2 separate regions of the Cricetulus griseus genome follow, and region 1 is linked to region 2. The links are chromatin contacts, called in public Hi-C maps. All regions are on one chromosome and are shown on one strand. Each heading gives the region's core, a stretch centred on a gene start, on an enhancer-like site or on the middle of the called end of the contact. The rest is flanking DNA. Distances are from core to core; before and after follow the strand shown. Region 1 overlaps Hscb (iron-sulfur cluster co-chaperone protein HscB). Region 2 holds the start of Pus1 (tRNA pseudouridine synthase A).

Evidence for each region. A called contact is a pair of places that touch in the nucleus more often than the background predicts.
Region 1: a contact with region 2 is called in a Hi-C map of the CHL-YN cell line, with 4 times the contacts expected there. The contact joins the enhancer-like site here to the promoter of Pus1 in region 2. A contact is called at or near these places in 5 of 8 Hi-C or Micro-C datasets (the CHK-Q cell line, the CHL-YN cell line, the CHO-K1 cell line and 1 more).

Annotation. Positions count from the first base shown.
Region 1 is chr4:90,608,012-90,614,767 of CriGri-PICRH-1.0, reverse strand. Hscb (iron-sulfur cluster co-chaperone protein HscB) reads left to right here. Exons shown (of 6, transcript XM_027415905.2): 5 at 2,462-2,509; 6 at 3,030-3,159. The coding sequence ends at 3,121. Among named protein-coding and RNA genes, the nearest start is that of Hscb, 11 kb to the left of the region's middle. Within about 2 kb of position 4,022, at least 1 of the 6 cell types and tissues checked has open chromatin away from gene starts, as enhancers often do.
Region 2 is chr4:90,550,762-90,557,834 of CriGri-PICRH-1.0, reverse strand. Pus1 (tRNA pseudouridine synthase A) reads left to right here and starts at 2,403. Exons shown (of 6, transcript XM_027415901.2): 1 at 2,403-2,509; 2 at 3,172-3,382; 3 at 5,768-5,905. The coding sequence starts at 3,182.

The DNA.
Region 1 (6,756 bases), core at 2,773-5,272, 55 kb before region 2:
CTAAATCATCGTTCAAAGCCTTGTCTAAAAACTTTTAAATGGATTTTTGCTGCTCTTAGGTTTAAAAACAAACATTTCCACATAACTGACACCGTCCTGCATGCTCTGCCCTCTGCTTCTTGTTTTACGGTCTCACTATAGCCACATGGGCAGTTTCCACATCCTCATCAGTCACGGGCACCCTTCTACCCCAGGCCTGAGCATTGTTGATGCAGCCTGTAACTCTGGTCTTTTTCATCCCATCCATATTAACTCCTCTCCCCGACCTGGGAGCAGTCATCACTCCTCATGAAGCCTCCTTTGTTCTCTCTGTCTGTGTCTCTCAATCACTTCACTGCTGTCCGGAAGGTCAGCAGCATGGATGTTCCATACAGGGTTCTCTGCAGAAGTGTAACTTGTGTTTGCTCTTTGTTCCCTCTCAGAAGAGCACCTGAAGCATGACAGGGACTCAGCCAATGGCTATTAAATAAGTTCCAACAGTGAAATACCAGTGCTGGCATCAGGGCTGGGTGGTCCAGAGCAGATAGACAGGAGTGTGCAAGCGGAAGTGGCTACACTCCTCCAAAATCGTCAGGCATTATCTGGGCTAGAGTTTACTCACATAAACCTCCAGAGTGAGGACCGGTCCCAACACTGCTGTTGATTTCTGTGTCTGGGCCTCAGTGTCTTCATCTATAAAATGGACAGCATTAGTTCGTTATCTTAAGGATTAAGTTAAGTGAGACACAGATGAAGCATGTGAGACACTTCTAGCAGCATAGTAGATGCTAGGTTTAGATCAGTTCCGAAATTTCTTCCCCTGGGATTCAGTTCCCAACTCCTGCACTCACCAGTCATGTGCCTAAGGGAGAATTCCATACCTGTCATTGCCTGTCTTGGAGACCTTTTTTTTTTTTTTTGGTTTTTTTTTGGTTTTTTGAGAGCAGGGTTTCTCTGTGTAGCTTTGGAGCCTATCCTGGCACTCGCTCTGTAGACCAGGCTGGCCTCGAACTCAAAGAGATCCTCCTGCCTCTGCCTCCCCAGTGCTGGGATTAAAGGCGTGAGCCACCAACGCCCGGCGAGATCCAATTTATTTGAAACGTTTTCAAAAATTCTAAGTAAATATATTAAAACCTGGAAGGCATACTTGTAAACCCCTCATTTTCTTGGTTGATTGGTTGTTTTTCCAGACAGGGTTTCACTGTGTAGCACTGGCTGTCCTGGAACTCACTCTGTAAACTAGGCTGGCCTTGACCAGGCTGTGCCACCGCCACCTGGCAAAATCTCTCATTTTCTAATGAGCCACAATAGGAAAATGAGATTGTTGTGCCTGCTTTACATTTGGCAATTTTCCCTTCTGAGATATAGTGTGATGGAAATGATTTCGTTTTCCTGGATGGCTGCATCATTTGTAAGTGGTTGCCTAATACTACTTGGTAATGAGTGGTAATAAATGCCATGATTGTAGGGTGTCAAAGTACGGAAGACTGTGAGGTAGAGATGGTCACAGCACATCCCTGATTCCTATGTTAGTTATCATCATGGTGAGCCAGTACCCTGAAATGAAAAGATTTCTTTTGACTCACAGTTTTAGAGGTTCAGTCCATGGTGTATTGGCCCAGTTCCTCCTGGAGCTGTGGCAGGAATGCAGAGTGGAGGAGGCAACGAGTATTACGGCAGCTAGCCAAAAGAGAGAAACAACAGCCTGGGTTCCAGGATCCCTTTCCAGGATGTGCCTCTAAGTCCTAACTTCCTCCAGCTAGGCCCTGCCTTCTGAAGTGTCCACCCCCTTCTATTAGCAAAACCTGTCATGAGCCAAGCATTTTAACATCCAGACTTTTGGGGGAGGGACATCCCAACTATGGTGATCTCTCTTCACTTTTTTTATGTTATTCTGTAGCTACTTTACAAGCCTTGGCAATTGCCTCCAGACCTTCCTTGGTTGAAGAGTGGAATGTACATAGGGCCTGTCAGTACTGCATTTAACAAGAGATGCTAGACGGGTTTGATGGCACATACCTATAATCTCAGCAGTCAAGAGAGAAGCAGAATAGTGAGTTCAAGGCTAGCCTGTCCAACACAGTGAAGCCCTGTGTCAAAAGAATGCAAGCATACAGTATAGCTCAGTAGTAGAGACTTTGCAGAGCATGCATGAGACCTTGGTACAGTCCTCAGCACTACAAAAAAGACCCTGAACCCAAATCCTTATTGTGTATAGAGCAGCATGGTCACAACTGTTGCTTTGTGTCTACTTTTTTTTCCTTTTTTGGGCAACTGGGGAGCATTTCAAGACGGAGTTTCCCTGTGTAACAGCTCTGGCTGTCTTGGAACTTGTTTTGTAGACCAGACTGGCCTCTAACTCATTGAGTTCTGCCTGGCTGTGCCTCCCCAATGCTGGTATTACAGGCATACCCGCCACCATCCAGCTTTATTGCAAGTTTATTTAAATGGAAAAATTAAAATAGTTATTTTTCTATTTCAGCTAAACAGAAAGAATTTACTGACGGTGTAAACAGAGCTTTTGAACAAGGTATTTCATTCCTTTTAAAAAGTTCCTATTACATTTATATAGTCTGTGTATTTGTGTATGTGGGGGGGGGTGCATGTATGGACAACTTTCAAGAGTCATTTCTCAGGGCTGGAGAGATGGCTCAGAGGTTAAGAGCTCTGATTGCTCTTCCAGAGGTCCTGAGTTCAATTCCCAGCAACCACATGGTGGCTCACAACCATCCGTTATGACATCTGGTGCCCTCTTCTGGTGTGCAGATATACACGGAAGCAGAATGTTGTATACATAATAAATAAATAAAATCTTTAAAAAAAAAAAATCATTCTCAGGGCCACTGGATTTTACCTAGTAGGTCTCACTTCTACTTCCCTGGTTATGGCAGAAAAAAATATCTCCAAACTTTGGCAAATGTTGCTATAGGGTACACTCAAAACCCTCAGGTGAAGCCATCAACCTTTGGGCCCTTTGATTTGGCTGCCTGAGATGCCAGAGTTGGTTTTATTGTTGCCTGATGTAATTAATTGTCTCTTGTTTATTTCAGGTGATTTTGAAAAAGCCAAGGAAATTCTAACAAAGATGAAATACTTTTCAAACATAGAAGAAAAGATCAAGTTAAGCAAGAATCCCCTCTAGTTGCTAAAGTTGAAAAATAAACTTTCTATGTATTTCTTGTCTGGCGTCTGCTAATTGGAAATAGATAACAGGGGCTATGGCATAGCCCAGGGTAGAGCACTTACCTAGCATATGGAAAGCCCTGGATTTGATCCCATCACCACAGAAAGTGAGGGGAAAGAAGCAAAGAGAATAGATAGACTTCAACCATTTATATCATTTCAATTCAGTTTATGGCTCAGATATTAATGGCTGGCATAGTGCATAGTACCTGTCAGTATGGGTGCTCGGTTATTCATCAGGTATGTGATCCAGTGTGCACCCAACCTTAGCCAGTGGATCAAAGGGTGAAAAGGAGGCCTCCCTGATCTGTACAATTTATCCTCTACCCTCTGACCCAGATAGACGCCATCTTCAAGAGCTCAACTATTGCAGGGTTGTGGTGGTACACACCTTCAATCCCAGAACTCAGGTGGCAGAGACAGGCAGATCTTTATGAGTTCCAGGCCAGCCTGGTCTACTGAGCAGTACCAGGACAGCCTCCAAAGCTACAGAGAAACCCTGTCTCAAAACCAAAAATAAAAAAGAAAAGAAAAAGCTTAACTGTGCCTACTTGGAAAATATCACCACAATTCAGCTTATTAGCTGTTGACATTCCCTAGTATCCAGCAGTTCCTCCCAGCTAATTAGTTGCATGCAATTGTACCCTAACTGCATGTGGCCTCCACATCTCAGGAGCAGCTAAGAGTGTATAGGTGGGGAGAACTGAAGGAAGGAAAGAGAGGTCCATCTACATAACCACCAGGGAGTCATCAACCAAGCTAGGTGCTGACCTTCCTGTTCACTGCTTCAGAGTCACCCATGATCTGTAAGGAACTCCAGTAAATTCATTGGTTCCCCAGGGTGAACTTTGGTTTGGCTTAATGGACTGTAGAGGTTCTGTTGTAACTGCCAAGCTCTGCCGTCATAGCACAAGCAGCTAGGTGGCCAGAGAGGAGTTCAGACTGTTACAGAGATGGTATTTATAAAACAGATAGTAGGCAAAGGTTAGCAGTGGGCTTTCTAGACCCTGCTTGACAGCCACAACTTCACTCTGCTGAACCAAGCCATTTATTGGGGGTTCCATAGGATTGTGGGCATTCTTCCGCCAATAACTGGAAAGCCTTACCCAACGGAGATGAGGGCTTCTGCCTATAACTACATAGATTGAGCCTCTGCCCTAGTCTTCCCTGGCATACATGTAGACTATTCATACACACATACATACATACATACATATATACATTCATACATTTTGTTGGGGGGGTTTGTTTGTTTGCCCCTCCCCCCCAAAGGGTTTCTCTATTGCTTTGGAGCCTGACCTGGAACTCACTCTGTAGACCAGGCTGGCCTCGAACTCAGAGATCTGCCTGCCTCTGCCTCCCGAGTGCTGGATATACATACATTTTGTATGTATGCACAGTGTGTGTGTGTATGTGTGACGTCAGCCTAGTTGGGATCACTACAGAACTCCTCACAGTAGTGGTTGCTTGGCTTGGACAGTCACTCACAAAGGGTCTTGGTGTGCCAAAGCAATAAGGTGGAGAACTCTACATGACTGTTAACTCCCATCAGTCGAGAACAAGACCACTCTCACAATTTAAAGCCAAACCTGAAGCAAGCTTTAATTAAATACTGGCCAGGTGGATGGGCTCAGGCCAGGTTCATCTCTGGGTTTCCAGAAAATGGCCTTGAGTCATGGTTTGCATCGGCTTAAGTATTTCCAATCCAGTAAATGCACAAGTGGCTTGCTATCTCCCAGAAGCAATTCCCTCCAGCATTTCAAGAACTGTCTATCCTTGGGCAAGTGTCTTGCAGATCAGAAGTATTTTTTGTTGTTGCTTGATTTTTTTGTTTTTGTTTTTTTGAGACAGGGTTTCTCTGTGGCTTTGGAGGCTATCCTGGAACTAGCTCTTGTAGACCTATCCTGGAACTAGCTCTTGTAAACCAGGCTGGTCTTGAACTCACAGAGATCCACCTGCCTCTGCCTCCCGAGTGCCGGGATTAAAAGTTTACACCACCAACACCCGGCTACTAAGAGGCATTTTTTTGCATGGGTCTCTTAGGTACAGTAATTAAAACTTAACATGTAAGTTTGGCTCCAGGTTCCCCTCTTGCATTGTATCCTAAGTCAAATTTTTTACTCTGATGGGTACCTGTTTATACTGGGATCTAAAAACCATCAGCTTAATGGTACAAGACAGGAATTATCATTTACTTAAGGTATCAATAATGCAGGAGCCAACAGACCCCCTGATATCCCACTCTTCTGGCCTCCCCATATGCATGTACGGTCACACACTTGCATACTCATACTTATATCACATGAGCACTTAACAAATCAAGTCTAAACCAATTCTCCAGAAACAAGTCAACTATAATGCGGCACCTTGACCCTGTGTAAAAATGTGAGTTTTGAAGTTCCTGATACAGGTTTACTCAGTTAACAGGATTTACCTATCATCTTAGCAGCTGTGTGACTTGAAGAACTTTGGGTATATCAGTACTGCCTCTACCTGCCCCGCAGTTTACAAAAAGAATCAGTTGCCGGGCTTTGGTGTTGCACGCCTTTAATCCCAGTGCCCGGGAGGCAGAGGCAGGCAGATCTCTGTGAGTTTAAGTTTAGCCTAGTCTACAGAGCCAGTTCTAGGACAGGCTCCAAAGCTACACAGAGAAACCCTGTCTTGAAAACAAAAAAATAAACAAAAAGAATCAGTTACTTGCCTGAACATACCAGGAGCCCTTTAAGCAAATAATTACCATGCAAGCAAATGTACTGATTAAGTTGAATGCTTCTGCAACAATGTAGATGAAAGGGGGTTAAAATACTTGAGAAGACAATTCTCATTCCTTCAGAACAAGGATCTGCACCAAACTAGTCTGACCAGGAAAAGAAATCAGATAAACACTGACAATGCTGAAAGAAATCCTCACTTTACCTGTTCCATTAGCTGGAAAGGCTAGCTGTAGGGGACAGTAAGCCACGCCTGTATCTGGGACACAAACTAAAAAGACATTTCTGAAACCTAGCTTCTAAGATCGACGAGTGTCCTAGTCTGCTTTCTGTTGCTGTAGTAAACACCACAAGGAAAAGCAACGTGGGAAGGGAAGGGTCTGTTTCATCTTACCCTTGCACATCACAGCTGGTCACAGAGGAAAATCAGAGCAGGAACCCTGAGGCAGGAGCTGAAGCAAAGACCATGGAGAAGCTCTTATTACTGACTTGATTTTTCACGGGTTTCTCGGCCTACTTTCTTATACAACCCAGGCCCACTTGCCTGTGGGTGTCACTGTCCACAGTGGGCTGGGCCCTCCCACATCAATCATTAATCAACAGAATATGGGAGCTGGAGAGATGGCTCCGAGGTTAAAAGCACTGGCTGTTCTTCCAGAGGACCGGAGTTCAATTCCCAGCACCCGCATGGTGGCTCATAACTGCCTGTAACTCCAGTTTTAGGTCATCTGACACCTTCACACAGATACACATGCAGACAAAACACAAGTGCACCTGAAATAAAAATAAATTACTTTAAAAAAAATCAAGAAAATGCCCCACAGACTTGCCTGCTGGAGCAATTCCTCAATTGAAGTGTCCTCTTTTGTTGACAAAAACTAAC
Region 2 (7,073 bases), core at 1,154-3,653:
GTCACTGAACCTTCTGGGCTGAAAACAGGTTTTGCATTCCTTCCCGTGAAGAAACAACTTGGTATGTTTAACATTCTGGGTTCCCCTAGTGCTTATCTGTGAGCATAAAGACCTCCATGCCTCCTACACCTAGGGACCTCTATAGTTGCTTCCATGGCATGCTCATACCAAAGGGTGAAGCCATACCTAACAGCAGAGACAGCAAGGCTTTCTGTAGCATGATAGGTGAAGAGACACTGGGGTGGCCAAGTCCTGAGAAGGACTTTCTTTGGGAGCCCTTCCTCAATGCATGGAACCAGGGCAGGGTGAACTATATGGAAGTCTTCAGCATAGGAAGCTGCCTCTTGCTGTTAGCCATTTTCCCCCAGGTCTGCCTTGTCCGACACAGCCCAGTGGACTCCCACTTTAGTAGTGGTCACAGCCAATAAAGCCACTTACTCCTTTGGCTTTGTTTTTACCATTTTGTATTATGAGGCATCCCTATGGTATCTCTAAATGCAGACTCTGGAAGTGATCCTCCTGGCTCTTCCCACTCTATCTGTAGAGACGGTGCTGGGGAGGGTCTGTTACGTTGTGGCACACTGCTGTCCCAGGGCCTTTGCACTGGTCCCTAGTAACCTGGAATATGTTTTACCCTTGCATACACATGGCTCCCTGACTGTCCCATTTCAAGTGGTGGACACTTGAGTGGTGTCCAGTCCAGTACCCCATCTCTCTCTCTCTCTCTCTCTCTCTCTCTCTCTCTCTCTCTCTCTCTCTCCCTCTGTGTGTGTGTTGTGTGTGTGTGTGTGTGTGTGTGTGTGTGTTTTAAGGTTTATTTATTTGTTATGTATACAGTGTTCTGTCTGAATGTATCCTTGCAGGCCAGAAGAGGGCACCAGATCTCATCACAGATGGTTGTGAGCCACCATGTGGTTGCTGGGAACTGAACTCAGGACCTCTGGAAGAGCAGCTAGTGTTCTCAACCACTGAGCCACCTCACCAGCTCCTGTGTGGCTTTATATATCTGATAAAGCCAAGAGTCTGAATAGGGAAGTATCCTGGGTCAGCCAGGCGGGTGTACAAGGGAACCAGAGATGGGTGAAACTCATCATTTCTGAAAGAGTGACAAAGGATGTAAGATGAGGATGGGAATGCTCAGGATGAATGTGACAGCCAGAAAATGGGGGATGAAGTCAGAGAAGGAACTGGGGCCTATGCACCAGTGGCTGCATGCTCGGTATCATGTTTGCTCTGTGTCAGTCCTCAGCAAAATTAGAAAAAATAAGACTGATGTGTGAAGTTAGATGTTGTGATTCACGCCTGTAATTCCAGCATTTGGGAGGCTGAGACAGGAGGGTTGCCAAAAGTTTGGGGACAGGAGCTGGGTGGGTATGGGGGTGCATACCTTTAATCCTTGCATTTGGGAGGCAGGGTTTCTCTGTGTAGCCCTAGCTGTCCTAGAACTCGCTCTGTAGACCAGGCTGGCCTCGAACTCACAGAGATCCACCTGCCTCTGCCTCCCGAGTGCTGGGATTAAAGGGTAGCACCACCACTGCCCGGCTTATATATTTGTCTGTCCTATCTATCTATCTATCTATCTATCTATCTATCTATCTATCTATCTATCTACCTACCATCTAGCCACCTATCTATGTGAGTTCCAAGCTATCTACTTACTTACCTATCTACCTCCCTACCTCCCTACCTACCTATGTGAGTTCTGGGCTGGTTAGGGCTACGTATAAGACCAGACTGACCTTGAACTCGAAGAGATCTGCCTGCCTCTGCCTCCCAAGTGTTGGTATTAAAGGCGTGAACCACAGTTGCCCAGCCTATCTACCTTTCTATCTATCTATGATCTATTTGTGTGAGTTCCAGGCTGATAATAAGACTCTCAAAGAAAGAAATGGAAAATGGAGCTGGATGTAGACACCTGGCTAGATCCCATTTATGTGATCCAGGACCAGAACCTGAACCTGTGCCCGACTTCATCAGTTAACAGGGCGACAACAGAATGATACCCACGGCTTCGTGCTATTAAATACATCAGTGTCTGGCAACTGGAGCATTTTCTGGAAACGACAAATGCTGGCATGCTTGATGGTCTGCATCCCGCAAACCCTGTGGTGGAAACTGCAAGAGCCGCTGTGATCTCTCAATCAATGCCAGGGTTGATACGTTAGGCGTTCACGCAAGGGCCCACTTAGAACCGCTGAGACGGTGATGGGGTTATCTGGGCTTTCACAGTTATTGCCTGGTGCGTACTGTACCTGGCTCCCTGGTACATTCCTAGCCTGAACATTTTAATGATGCGGTTTCACTTTTCATGACACAGCAACCGCCGGCTTTCTGCTTCTTGGGAGAGCCGCAGCTAGGCTAGCTTTGATCCTGGTTGGGAAGCCCCACCCACTGGGTCCACCCCACTGGGCGCGTCCCAGAAAGACTTTTTGTCCGCCTTCGGCCGCCTTCCAACGCTGGCCCGCTTCCGCCTTCGTCCACGTGGTCGGCTCCGGGGGTCCGCGGCGCCGTGAGTGGGGCCGGCGGGACATTCCTCGCTCCGCACGCGCGCCAGCTGCGCGGTGTCTAGGGCGGCGGGTGTGCGGGGGGCAGGGGCTCTGGGGGAGTCAGGTCAGCCTAGGATCAGGAGCGCCGCAGGGCCGGAGCTAAGGATTCAGGAAGGAAGACAGGGCAAAGGTGTCCGGGGTGCAGAGTTCGTCAGGGATCCGTGAGGTCGAGGATCGCCTCCCGCCACCCTGTCGCGCATGGGCTTCCCCCGCCTGTGGGCCGCACTGCTGAGAGCCTGGGGACGGTGGACGGCGTGTCCTGGTCCGCGCGTGCCCGGGTAAAGACCCCGCGACCGGCGCCTCTGCCCTGAGTTCCCACTGCTGCCCTGGCTGCCTGCCTGCCTGCCTCTGCATGCTTTCCTAGGTCTTATCTCTGTCTTGTACTGCCCTGAGCTGTCGGCCTCTGGCTGGAGCGCTACCTGCTTTTGTCCAGCTGAGCCCCCAACTCCACCCTGGAGTTGCCACTGTTTCCCTACCCCAGCCACTCTTGTCATTGATGAGCCGGACTGATCTTCCATTAGGCCAGGTCTTCAGAGACCGTTGAGGCAGGCAGAGCTGGGGCCTCTCATCAGGCTCTGTTCTTGTATCCTTTACCACCTTGGTCACTCATGCCTATTTTTCTCAGCCTGCCCCCTATGGCTGCAAACAAGGTGCCACCAGCGCTGGCCTCACACCAACAAGACAGGAAGGTCCGAGGTGGCTGGGTCTGGGAGGAGACACCGCATCCTCCCAAGAGGGTCAAGAGCCTTGAGGATGAAGAGGCTCCACGCAAGCTGCCAAAGCGCAAAATTGTGCTGCTCATGGCCTACTCCGGCAAGGGCTACCACGGCATGCAGGTGAGGAGGGCTGCTCCTGGACAGCACCTACCTAGGTCAGCTCCTGCTTCCCTGATGTTACTCAGAGCGAGGCCGTCCCAGGAAATAGCAAACACTGAGAGTCCTCCATACGAGACTTGGATGGTTGTTTTCCAGTATGGATAGGCCGGCTCTGTAGCCGATTCACGTTGACCTTGGGAGCTGTGAGTCTTCCATCAGGATGGCACCTGCATGGTACCTATGGAACTGTGTGATGTGGGGCAGGTTTACTGATGCCGAGAGCGGAGACCAGAGAGCTGGCAGGTGCTACCTGTCTAGTATCCTGAGGAGCAGATGAACCCTGCTGAAGAGCATTAGTGTCTCTGGGGCAAGCTGGCACCTAGGCTCTGTCTCTAACCCAAGCTGACCTTCTGAAAGGGGTGCTCACCAGTGTGGGAAGAATCTTCTTCCTTGTTGTCACCTCTGCTGTTGACAGTGTTCCTGTTTCTAATTTTTCTTAAAACAATTTTTTCTTTTTTTTTTTGTGAGACAGGGTTTTTCAGCGTAACAGCCCTGGCTGTCCGGGAACTTGCTCTGTAGACCAGGCTGGGCCTCAAACTCACAGAAATCCACCTGTCTTCTGCCTCCCGAGTGCTGGGATTAAATGCATATACCGACACACACCAGGGTTTTATTTATTTATTGTTTATTTTATTTTATTTACTTTTTGGTTTTTTGAGGCAGGGTTTCTCTGTGGCTTTGGAGCCTGTCCTGGAACTAGCTCTTGTAGACCAGGCTGGTCTCGAACTCACAGAGATCCACCTGCCTCTGCCTCCCGAGTGCTGGGACTAAAATCGTGCTCCACCACTGCCCAGCCAGGTTTTTATTTTTAACATTTATTTTTATTTTGTATCTCTGGGTGTTTTGCCTGCTTGTATGTCTGTGTGCATGTGCATGCACTACCTACAGAGGCTAGAAGAGGGTCCCCTGGGACTGGAGTGACAGACAGTTGTGAGCTGCCATTTGGGAGCTGATAATCAAACCCAGCCCTCTAGAAGAGTGCTCTTAACCACTGCACCATTGCTCTGATCCCTTTCCTCGGTTTTTAAACCTTCCTGAATGGTGGTGGTAGTGCATAACATTAATCCCAGCACTGGGAGGCAGAGGCAGGCAGATCTCTGGGAATTCAAATCCAGTCTGGTCTACAAATCAAATCCAGGACAGCCAGGGCTGTTCATAGAGAAACCCTGGCTTGGATAAACAAAACAAAACAAAACAAAACCTACCAACAACAAAATACCTTAATCTTGATTCATAGGATGGAGTTCATTGCTGTGATGTGTCCAACCAAAACAGTGGCTCCATAAAATAATGTCAGTAATTTTAAGAATGAATGATAGCAGTGACACAGTCATGTTCTGTTTTACTTTAAAAAACATCACAGTCTGATTGGCATGGTGGCACATGGCCTGTCATCCTGGCATTCAGGAATTTGGTGCAGGAGGATTGCAAGTTTAAAGACAGGCTGCTTTTGATCTGGTATTGACTATGACATTGGTGAGAATATAGAGTGTTCACTGCTCCTGGGGTGACTGGTCTGCTCTTTGGAGGGCAGTTCTGAGTATGGAAAGTTTTTATCTATCTATCTATCTATCTATCTATCTATCTATCTATCTATCTATCTATCTATTTTGGTTTTTCGAGACAGGGTTTCTCTGTACTGCTTTGGAGCTTGTCCTGGAACTCACTCTGTAGACCAGGCTGGCCTCGAACTCACAGAGATCCCGCCTGCCTCTGCCTCCCGAGTGCTAGGATTAAAGGCATGCGCCACCAACGCCCGGCTAAGTTTTTGTTTTTTAAGATTTCTTTATTATGTATATAGTGTTCTGCCTTCATGTATTCCTGCAGGCCAGGAGAGGGCACCAAATCTCATTACAGATGGTTGTGAGCCACCATGTGGTTTCTGGGAATTGAACTTAGGACCTCTGGAAAAGCAGCCAGTGCTCTTAACCTCTGAGCAATTTCTCCAGTCCAGAAAGTTTTTACTGTAGGCTGTCTGAAGAGTTTTGTGCCTTCCCAGTAAGATTCTGTTTGCCTCAGTTTCCCCATTAGGGAAATGACAAAGGTGCCTGGCTCACAGTGCTGAGTGAGGATTGTGGTCACTTTGTTTGTTAAAATCTTTTTATGTGATTTGGGAAGAGTCCCTGACTTCATGGTGCATTTTGGGGTGGACTTCAGTGGCAATGAGGGCAGACCTTGGGAAGATGTTCTCACACAGGGAGCTTGGCTGAGAACACACCCTAGACCAAGGTTAGCACAGGCTGAGAGGCGCAGCATTAGAGCCGGTTCCAGAAATGACACTCAGCTTCCTGACATGCAAACATTCCCAAGAGCTCATGAAAACAGGATGTCCATTTTTTTCTTTAGAGGAATCTGGGGTCCTCTCAGTTCAGGACCATTGAAGATGATTTGGTATCTGCCCTAGTCCAGGCAGGTTGTATCCCTGAAAACCATGGCACAGACATGAGGAAGATGTCCTTTCAGCGATGTGCTCGCACAGACAAGGTATGTGCCCCATTTGCCTGCAGCTTTCACTTGTCCTGTCGCCTCAGGGTTCACCTGTCGGAAGGGATCCTTGTCAGGGGTTATGCCTGATGAGGCATGATAGCAATTTTGATAATAGTGACATGGTTTGTGTTCTGTTTTACTTAGAAATACAAAGAAAACATAGGTTGGCTGAGTTGGTGGTGCTTGTCTATCATGCCAGTATTTGAGGGAAAGAAAACTTTGTTTTGTTGTAGGGAGGGCCAGGAGCTCGGACTGCTAAGCTGGTGCTCGGTCCCAGGTGGGCTGCATAAGACCGTCTTCACTGGGGGCTGCAGAGGTGGCTAGGAGATTAAGAGCCCTGGCTGTTCTCCCAGAGGTCCCCAGTTCAATTCCCAGCAACCACATGGTGGCTCACAACCATCTGTAATGAGATATGGTGCCCTCTTCTGGCGTGCAGGCATATATGGAGGCAAAATGTTGTATACATAATAAATAAATCTTTAAAAGAAAAAGACTGTCTTCACTGGCTTTTGCTGTCTTTGGACAGCTCTGTCTCAGGCCAAAGGCAGCAAGTGGCACGTCTTTGTCTAACAGTCATGCACAATAGCCTCCCACAAAGTGGATATGATTATTAGGGTGACTGCACTTGTTTTGTTTAGGTGGGTGGATTTTTCCTCCCTTAATTTTGGTTTTGATTTTTTTTTTTTAATCTGAAACAACAAAAGAGATGATTATTGGGTTGGAAAGAGCATTTAGCATTTAAGAGCACTTACTGTTCTTCCAGAGGATTAGAATTTGATTCCTAGCACCCACATCAGGTGGCTTACATCTCCCATAACTCCAACTCCAGGGCAAAGACCAACACAGGCTGGTTTGGTTCTAAACAAGGCAGGTCTCACAGGCTGTCGTTCTAACTCTAGGAGAAACAAATTATGAACAGTTGCCCCCAGTGCAGCAACTTGTATCAGTGTCCCCAGCCTCTGGCATATCTTATACCTGTTCCCTAGCCTTTGGGGACCTCTTTGGGCTTTGCCTGGACATTTGCTTCTTCCATCTATGTACTTGTGACTGTGATTTCTGATAGAGCTAGTTATGGTTAATCTTAATAGTCTGACTGCATCATTTATCTGCATAGCCAAGATGTGTTCATTGCAACATATAGTCAGTGTGAGCATCTACCAGTGGG